2 separate regions of the Mus musculus genome follow, and region 1 is linked to region 2. A link is a contact called in public HiChIP or PLAC-seq data. All regions are on one chromosome and are shown on one strand. Each heading gives the region's core, a stretch centred on a gene start, on an enhancer-like site or on the middle of the called end of the contact. The rest is flanking DNA. Distances are from core to core; before and after follow the strand shown. Region 1 overlaps Rsu1 (Ras suppressor protein 1). Region 2 overlaps Rsu1 (Ras suppressor protein 1).

Region 1 (4,693 bases), core at 691-3,190, 140 kb after region 2:
CTTTTAGAAAAGTTCTCTCATTGAGCCTAATGCTTGCCTTCTTGGCTAGGCTGTCTAGCCACCAAGCTTCCAGGGCCTGTGTCTACCTTCATAAACCCAGTGCCAAGATTATAGGTATACAAGAAAAATCCTGGCTTTTACATGGGTGCTAGGGGTTTGAAATTAGTCCCTCCTGGTTTCAAAGCAGGCATTCTTACCCATTGAGCTATCTCTCTAGTATAAGGACTTAATAATCTTCAAACTCAAAAAAAGAAAAAAAAAAAACCCTCAAAAGAAAAAATATACAACCCTTTTTCTTTTCTGTTTTATTGATGGGGATCCAGTATGAACCCCAGCAAGGGAAAACACTGTCATTTGAAGTAACATGGTTCTCTCTTTTTCACTCTTCTTCCTCTCACAGGTTAGCAAGTAGATGCTCTTTGATCTTGCAAAGCTGATCTCTCAAAACTGAGCTTCAACACAAGAGAATCGAAGCAAACCCTTCATGGAAAGAATGGACTAACCACGAATCCACAAACCCCATATAAGACTGATAAATACCCAGCATACCCCGCCCCCCATTTAGCTCACTAACATAACTACAACATCCAGTGGCTACAACTGAATGGGTAGATTGGATTGCACAGAGACGTGAATGGACACTTTCAGCTAACAGCTATGACAGGGAAGATGGAAATCAAAAGCCAAAGTTCCACTTGCCATCCAGGGGGTCTGATGGAGCCAAATCAATAGAGGTCTCTACTGCACTCAGCCACCAAAGTCAGAGGTAATCAGGAGCGCATCAGGAGCAAGCTCTTGAGAAGAGCTTGACTGCCTATCTTGGAAAGGAAAGTGCTGAATCCACCTCACAAACGTGCACAGGGTCAAGTGCCGGCACAAGAACTCTGACAACTGCCAAGCAGTATACAGATGCAAGGTACTGTTACAGCTCACTGATGAATAAACTTTCCTCTTTTCACCTTGGTGTAAAAGTGTACAGTTGTCCCCCATCCCTACAACACCGAAGAATACCTTGAAGTCACAGTGCAAAATGAGGGGCCACTGCATGCAAGGAGGGTGTTTTTCTAACTATTTCTATGTAATACACAGAGAAAACAGGCCAACAGTAGTCCAGCTTATCTGAACAATTAATTCTATGCAAGTCAGTCCTTCCTTGGCCAACATAACAGACATAACATTCTATTGGAAACAAAATATCATGAAAAGATTCCTTGTTGTGCCAACAATTAGCTTCTCAATTAGCTTTAACTGGATATACACTAATGGAGAAGACTGAAAGGAAATATTAAAACAATAAGCCTTTTCTTAAACCTGACACATTAAAAGCAATTAGAAACCCACTACTCCCATGTGATAATCATATAAGCGCTTCCCCTTGCTTGCCCACAGCATGCATTGGCTTCAGCTCATTACCTGGCGGAGATTTCCTCAAGCTCCTCCAATACTCACCCAAGGTTCAGGTGTTTGAGTTTCTGGAGGCTGCTGATCTGGGTAGGCAGTTCCTCGATCTGATTGTTGAAGAAGTTTAGTACCTCCAAGTTCTTCAGTTCCGCTACATTTGGTGGCACAGCTATAGGGATGGAGATGCAGCATGTGAATTCAAGGGGCAAAGGATGCTAGCCACACACTTCCCTATTGAACGCAAGTAAGGTCAAACCCCAGTGCTGTCCACATGCATTTTGTGGGTTTTCTTACTTTCATGGCTAAAAATTCTTGACCAGGTGGAACGGAAGTGTTTCCTCTTGTCTGATTAGATCAAACTACCTGGCAGGACTTGTTTCTGAGTTACAGAGGGGCTGAAAGCAGAAATGAGGAAGACATGAGACCCATGCTGTCAGCAGCCTCTCAGGAAGTGTTTCCTTTTGTCTGATTAGATCAAACTACCTGGCAGGACTTGTTTCTGAGGTACAGAGGGGCGGAAAGCAGAAATGAGGAAGACATGAGACCCATGCTGTCAGCAGCCTCTCAGGGAATAGAACACAGCACACACTTCCACACTACAAGCATAACAGCTGAAGTTATTTTCTTCCTTGTGGTTGCTTTGAACTGCCAGCCGAAGACAGCTAACCCCAATGAAGGAGGGTACACTCAAGTTCTTAAATGATCCCGTACCTGTGGAGCTGTCCTTGTTATCATTGAACTCAGTCGCAGCTAAAGCTTAAGTTGAAATAGTACAATACTCAGTGTTCCTCCTTTCTGATTTTTGTCCTTTTTGTTTTGACTCACACACACACACACACACACACATTAAATTAACAATTGATTAATACATTCTTACACAAAAATTCAAAGAGCCCACTCAGCAGCATGCTGTGAACAGAGTGTGCAGCTCACAGATGAAGATATCCGCTTGGGACCCGCAAGGCATCTCCTTACCTATAGTCTACCATTTGAATACAAGTTAAGAGCCTCAAAAGTAGAGCCAGCCCTCAGTATCTCTACATTGGAGGCAGAAATGTCGAATGAATTTGGGGTACACAAAATACGAGCAGCACTTTTTCCCCTTTCAAATGGAAGCGACATGGCAGTCCAAGGTGACCATCTAATCCACACATAAGCTGGGTTTCCTTATTATTAAATCACATCCAGAATTCTCAATCAACCAAAGATATTTACAGAAAATGGTGCATCTGTAATGACCTTATACAGCTGGCTCTTCTTGTCATTACTTCCTAGAGGATGCAGTTTAATGAGCATTTGCAAGCTATTAGATATTTTACACAATACAGCAGTGATTCAAAGGGCATGGAAAATGAGCATAGGATATGTGCATATAATGTGTCCTTTTATATAAAGGACTTGAGAATTTCTGGATTTTGGTAACCAGGGCTCCTCTAATCAACTCCCAATGACACTGAAGGACAAATGTTCCACTCCAAGTTGATAGCACAGGAGAGAGAAAGAGAGGGAGAGAGGGAGAGAGGGAGAGAGGGAGAGAGGGAGAGAGAGAGAGAGAGAGAGAGAGAGAGAGAGAGAGAGAGAGAGAGAGAGAGAGACTCTTCAATGTTTTGTCATTTATCTAGCCTACTTGCTATTTGATTTTCTATAAGCATGCATATGCAGCTTGCCCATGGTTCATGGAAACTGTAACACCCAAACTTTCCAGATCACTAGGAATAGCAATGCGGCCTTGTCCAGTATAAGCAAGTGGGCCACATCTTATATCAACATATTTCCTTCCCAGCCTGCAGTTCCCTCTTCTCCACCTGCCCCGAAGGCTGGGAAAGACACTCTGCTGGCCAGCATTACTGCTCTAGGTTAAGTCTAACTGCAGGATCAGGAGTGCTTGTACTTAGGACCCTTGCATAGCTCTATGAAAATTCTAAACATCTGAGATATGGAGCCAAACAGCCATCCCAAGACCGGCACGTGGTTACTCCCAGGAGAGATAAAGTAACGGAAAAGGGCCCAGTGTTATTGTTCACTCTGAGTCACCATTTTCAACACTGAGAAACACCCCAGGTATGGATGACCTAATTTCTTTAAAAGGGACTGCTTGGGACAAGGAAAAGAACATGCTTTCATTGAAAGGAGGGACATAAAAGATAAAGACTGGAGTATACCAGAGCCATGGACAGGTGGCAGTGGTCCCATGATAGAGCTTTGCATTAGCCCTCAAAGTGGGTGGAGATGAAGGGACCAATATTTCATGAAATAGTCTGGGCAGCTGGGAAGGATCCCAGAGTGACTGTAGATACTAATACAATACTAAGAGCCTAGCTTGCACAGAGTGGCTGCAAGCATATTTCAGGTACATACGCTGTTGTGTAAATAAATGGTGTTCAGTTTATATGAGCAATTACTGAGAAAGCCATCAAACTTTACCCTCAGGGTCACATGTTCCCTCCACTGACAGAGGTGAAGGGCAGCAACCGAAGACCTAACCCTTTCCCCTTGTCCACCCTGGAGCTATCACTAAGCCTACGCTCACTGTAGTGATCGGATTAGCTTGAAGAGCAATAAAGAAAGTTACTGAAACCAAGAGAAAATGATGATCTCAATTTAGCCACAAACCAAGAATAATGTGGCCAGAATTACTGCTGCCTCCCTAAACTTACCCTGCCAATGCAATTAAATGCTGGTCTAAAGGTATCGCCTCTTTGACAGGATGAGAGATTATTTCACTCTCTGTGCTAAAGCAGTCCAATTTAAAGCCACCAATTATGTTAAATGTGATTTAGGACTTTGTTTTGTGGACACAAACAATAACCCCACATTCAATTTACCAAACCTCTCCCAGCCTTTGGTGTGCATTTGAATGTGTTGTGTTAAGACTCCATTCACGCTGAAAGGGAAAGAAAAAAATGCATAGCTAATATTTCCCTGTAAACTACAGAATTTTTTCATCAGCCACAGTAAAAATAGAAAGAATATAACATTCAGACTTGTCTGGACAGAGGACCATTCATCCAACCAAAATCAGAGAATGCTAACGATATGCAGGATACTCTCTAGTCTTACCATCTAGCAGAGTGAATCTTTTGTGGATAAAGAGAGCCATCCTATGCTATTTATATATATAAAAAAAAAGAAAGCAAGTTATAAATGAAGGGTTATCATAATCTAAAGTAGAAATGGAGGCAGCATTTGGAAAGCCAGCTAATCCCAACAAAACCATGACAAATGTAAAGGGTTAGCAATACACAGTGCGCAGTGAATAAATCACAACTATCAAGAAGAGGTGGCTGTAAAA
Region 2 (4,086 bases), core at 159-2,658:
TGTGTTAGTGGAACTGTGTCCAGAAAGGTTTTACTGCATAGGAAGGACCCATGTTAAGTAAGGGCAGCACTATCTCATGACTGGTCTCTTAAACTGGACAAAAAGGGACCACTGACAAAGGCAGGTGAGTGTCACAGTTCTTTCTCTCTTTATCCATAGAGATGTGATCAAGCATCTCATGACTCTGTCACCATAGCCTTGATCCACTCCTACTGTCAAAGCCTTCTCCACAATGATGGAATGTTCCCTCAAACTGAGCCAAAACAAGTCCTTCCTCCCTTAAGATGATTCTTGTCAGGTTTTTAGGCAGAGGGAAGAAAAATGTCTGATACCCGGTAGTATGTTATAGACACACTGTCAATGTCTGCTGACTGAATGAAAGCAGGTGTCACATAAGTAGGATAATCAAAAGCATTCCACTGTGACCCTCCAGATAGATCATGAATGTCTCTGGGATAAAAGGATGTCTAAGTCACTTTTAGTTTTCAAGTTTCTGGGCCTAGTACCCAACAGTCAGCAAAAAATATCTTATGGAGAGGATGGTGGTGGGATAGTATGTGATGGAGAACTGTTCACACTATGGTACACAGGAAGCAGAGGGTCTGGCAGGAACCAGAGGTTGGGTATAATAGTAACATGTCTGCGTCTAGTGACCTGATTCCTTCAGCTAGGGTCTGATTCTTAAAGGTTTCACAGCCTCCCAAATTGTGCCGTCACATGGGGGAAGAGGTGGACCAAAGCAGAGCCTGTGGGCTCACTTCAGCTCCAACCTATAACATGTACTTTGTCTATGGAGCTTACACAGAACTTCAGTCATATGAACTCACTTAACCACGAACTCACTTAAATGAAACTCCACAGGGCTGACATCGCAAAGGTCTGCTGTGTGTTAGATTATATTACGGCATGATGCCTGACACTGAAAACAATGCTGTACTATTTATGCTTTCCCTCAGCACTGGGTGAGGTAAATCACTTCCACTTACAAATCATTAAGATAAAGCCAAAAGCAAAAGAAAACTTTAGTAATTAAAACCAAAATTTCTCTGGCTACAGAGTATATATGGTGGTTTATCCACAAGGCTACTATCCACGGGACTTTAGCAGAAGCAGGAGGAGGCAGCTAGTACCTTCTGCCTCGGCTCTGGCATAGCCAGGTTCCTCCTGCAAGCTGTGTTTCTGGTTATGGTCACCGGCATCTCTGAAATATGGCAAATCAGGTCAATGTTGCTTCTTCATCTAAGAGCCCAGCGTTTGAGCAGTAGCTGGTGATGTGAAGACTTTAGCAGCAAGGGATGAGCGAAGCTCTTGGTGGACAAGGGGATCTGTTGGGAGTAGAGTGAGGTATTTGAGGTCAGGGCATCAACTGTGACAGGAATCATGTAGATATGACAGCTCTAAAACCCATGAATCTCTGGGTTTCACCTTCCTGTAGTCTTAATTTGCATACTTTGACTTTTAAGGGAAGAAACATCCTCAAAAGGATGTTTGTAAGATACTTCCTGTCTTGATACACTCTGAAAATTGTTTATTACTCTATTTTTGCTTTGAATTCATATTTTAAGAGTCTCTGAGAAACTTATAGGTTAAAGAAGAAAAAAAAGGCTAGAAATCCTACAGGATTATAGGTTAGGTTGGCTGCATACCAGGATCTGTTAGATCCCAGGCATCAGCTAGGAGCGTTGAGGAGATGCAGGGAAATAGTGTGAAGAAGGGCTAACTCTCTGGACTTGGCACTTTGTGGCTGATGCCCCAACAGGCAAAAGCTGTGGCTGTGGGTGGGCATGAAAGAGCTGACACTTGTCACAACAGCCCCTTTGAATCCAAGAAGCTCAAGTGCTTCATCGAAGAATCTCACCCACAAAACACCCCTGGAAGGTGTTAGAACATTCCATGTGCAGATGGTGAATGTGAGGTGGAGTAAACGTGTAAGGTGGAGATGCCAGAGGCACAGGCGGTGTGGAGACTCCTCCCAGCTCAATATGATGTCATGGGACAGAAGATCTTAAAGGGAACACACACACAGAAGAAGCATGCTAATACAACAACCCACATTCCGGAGCAATTAGCTCCAGCTATGGAGGGTCTATAGAACAGAAGGTAGATTCTATAGACCATGAGATGACACCATGGTCAGACTTCATGAGCGGAAAAAAAACCTTGAAATGATCTTAGACACACATTAAATCTGCTTTGTAGATCAAGGCTCACTACTTTTAAATCGCTGTTTCTTAGTGAAGTATTTTCTCCACAAACCTCAAATAAGAAATGAAAACAAAACAACCTGAAAATTAAAAGAAAATTAAAACAACTTATTGTCTATATAGATTAGCCTTGCTTCATTCTGTGACAATAGGTGGCTGATGCCTCCAAAGCATATTGTTTCTCTGTCAGTCTGTCTAATTCTGACAAGAAGTGCGTTCTTAGGGGGGGTCACTTTTAATATATATATACATACACCGTGCGCACCCGTGTGTGTATGCCTGTGTGTGTATACGTACATGTACAAGCATGCTTGTAGATATGTTGTGTGCATGGGGAGGCCAGAGAATAATCTTGGGTATTGTTACTCAGAAGTCATCTACTTTGTTCTTTGAAACAGAATTTCTCATTGTGATCTAGAGTTCAGAAATCAGGCTAGGCTCGCCTGCTAGCGAGTCTTGGAAATCTTCCTGTCTCTGCCTCCGTGGCAGCGGTAGAAGTGGATCCTACCCTGGCTGGCTTTTTATGTGATTGCTAAGAACTGAATGACACTCATGCATCAAGACCTTTGAGAACTGACCCTATATCCTCAGCCCTAACACATGAATGCACAATAAGCCTTGTTCAGTTTCTTTGTAGAATCTGGTTTGAAGCAGAGAGCCTATATATATTTAGTACACTGTATGCTTTGAGAGAGAAGAGGTCGGGGATAAGACATCTTCCTACATGTTCAGGACTGTATGGAAACTAACTTATAGAAGACTTGAAGAAGTTCTTCTGAAAGTCATCTATCATTCTTGGTGACCTTGAACAAGCCACTCAACCTGAGAGGTCTTTCTCATCTGTAAACTTGGGATTAACAGTACATATCTCGTGGGGCTGTCATAAGAGTGAAATAAAACCAAGTACTGAGTGTTTAGGAGACACTAAACAGGTACTGAAAATCCAGGCTGCTGAATGTGCTCAGAATTGGGGGTTGTCCATTCTAAACTTGGGCAAGACCACAGAATTGCAAAGACGCCTTATGTTCGTCTGTACCAAGTTTTACACAAAACATAGTTTCTTTCCAGAGAGATATTTTAAAAGATGCTGTATTATGTATGCCCGAGGAAAATAGGAAATGGTGGAGGATACACAGAAGGTCCTTAGAAATAAAACAGCTAACAGGTTCAGTCACTCGTTGGGACTCCTCTTCACTTAGTAAGGCAAGCCCACCCTAGCCAGTGCCAAAGGCACTCAGGGAATCCACTGTGCAGAAGACTCTGTCCAGGATTCTGAATGGGCAGCATGCCAGTACTAGTTGACAACATGAGGAGGGGATTTGGGCACATCTTCTGTCCTCGTCTTGCTCCAGCCCTCCCATTCACAGGCTGCGCTGTTCTAGAATCTATTCAGAAGGGACCCACATTATGTAAGAGTCAATAATCTTTATGGTAACTCTGCAGTGAAAGTGTCATTTGTTGTAATGAACACTGATCATAAGTTAAGCCCCTAGCTACTCTCTCTGTTATTTTTCATTATACTGTTCCTTGCTCTGTTATATTTCAGGAGTACTGAGGGAATTTATCCAACTCTGCCTGCTAGTCAGCTCTTCGTTACTTCGATTCCATTCTGCTGAGATGTACTGCAGCAATTTGCAAACACACAGATTCCTCAAGAAATGCATCAGACACTGGTTATGTGTTCTCCTCTGCTGATGCCAGCAGGCAGTCTTCCCTCTTTTCTTTTTTTTTTCCTGGTTATTTGTCCCCTTAATTTGCCATTTTCCTCTCTATTTATCTCCCACTCCATTCACAGTACAGTTCTCTGGGCCCAAATCTGAGAGTATTAACAATGCGTTACTGGGTATATTTTTTTTCCAGCAGTAATAACTCTTTGTTCAAT

Evidence for each region. HiChIP or PLAC-seq counts read pairs in DNA pulled down with a chosen protein or histone mark.
Region 1: a contact with region 2 is called in an H3K27ac HiChIP or PLAC-seq map of thymic regulatory T cells, with 4 times the contacts expected there. The contact joins two enhancer-like sites. A contact is called at or near these places in 6 of 484 Hi-C or Micro-C datasets (the N1E-115 cell line, adipose-derived mesenchymal stem cells, bone marrow-derived dendritic cells and 3 more) and 3 of 115 datasets of contacts at active chromatin or transcription factors (cardiomyocytes, differentiating embryonic stem cells and thymic regulatory T cells).

What each region holds. Positions count from the first base shown.
Region 1 is chr2:13,222,856-13,227,548 of GRCm38.p6, forward strand. It overlaps Rsu1 (Ras suppressor protein 1), which reads right to left. Exons shown (of 9, transcript NM_009105.4): 4 at 1,450-1,570. Among named protein-coding and RNA genes, the nearest start is that of Rsu1, 46 kb to the right of the region's middle. Within about 2 kb of position 1,941, at least 35 of the 459 cell types and tissues checked have an H3K27ac peak or open chromatin away from gene starts, as enhancers often do. A contact at or near this core is called in thymic regulatory T cells, where this site is marked.
Region 2 is chr2:13,086,578-13,090,663 of GRCm38.p6, forward strand. All of the region lies in intron 8 of Rsu1 (Ras suppressor protein 1), which reads right to left. Among named protein-coding and RNA genes, the nearest start is that of C1ql3, 78 kb to the left of the region's middle. Within about 2 kb of position 1,409, at least 5 of the 459 cell types and tissues checked have an H3K27ac peak or open chromatin away from gene starts, as enhancers often do. A contact at or near this core is called in thymic regulatory T cells, where this site is marked.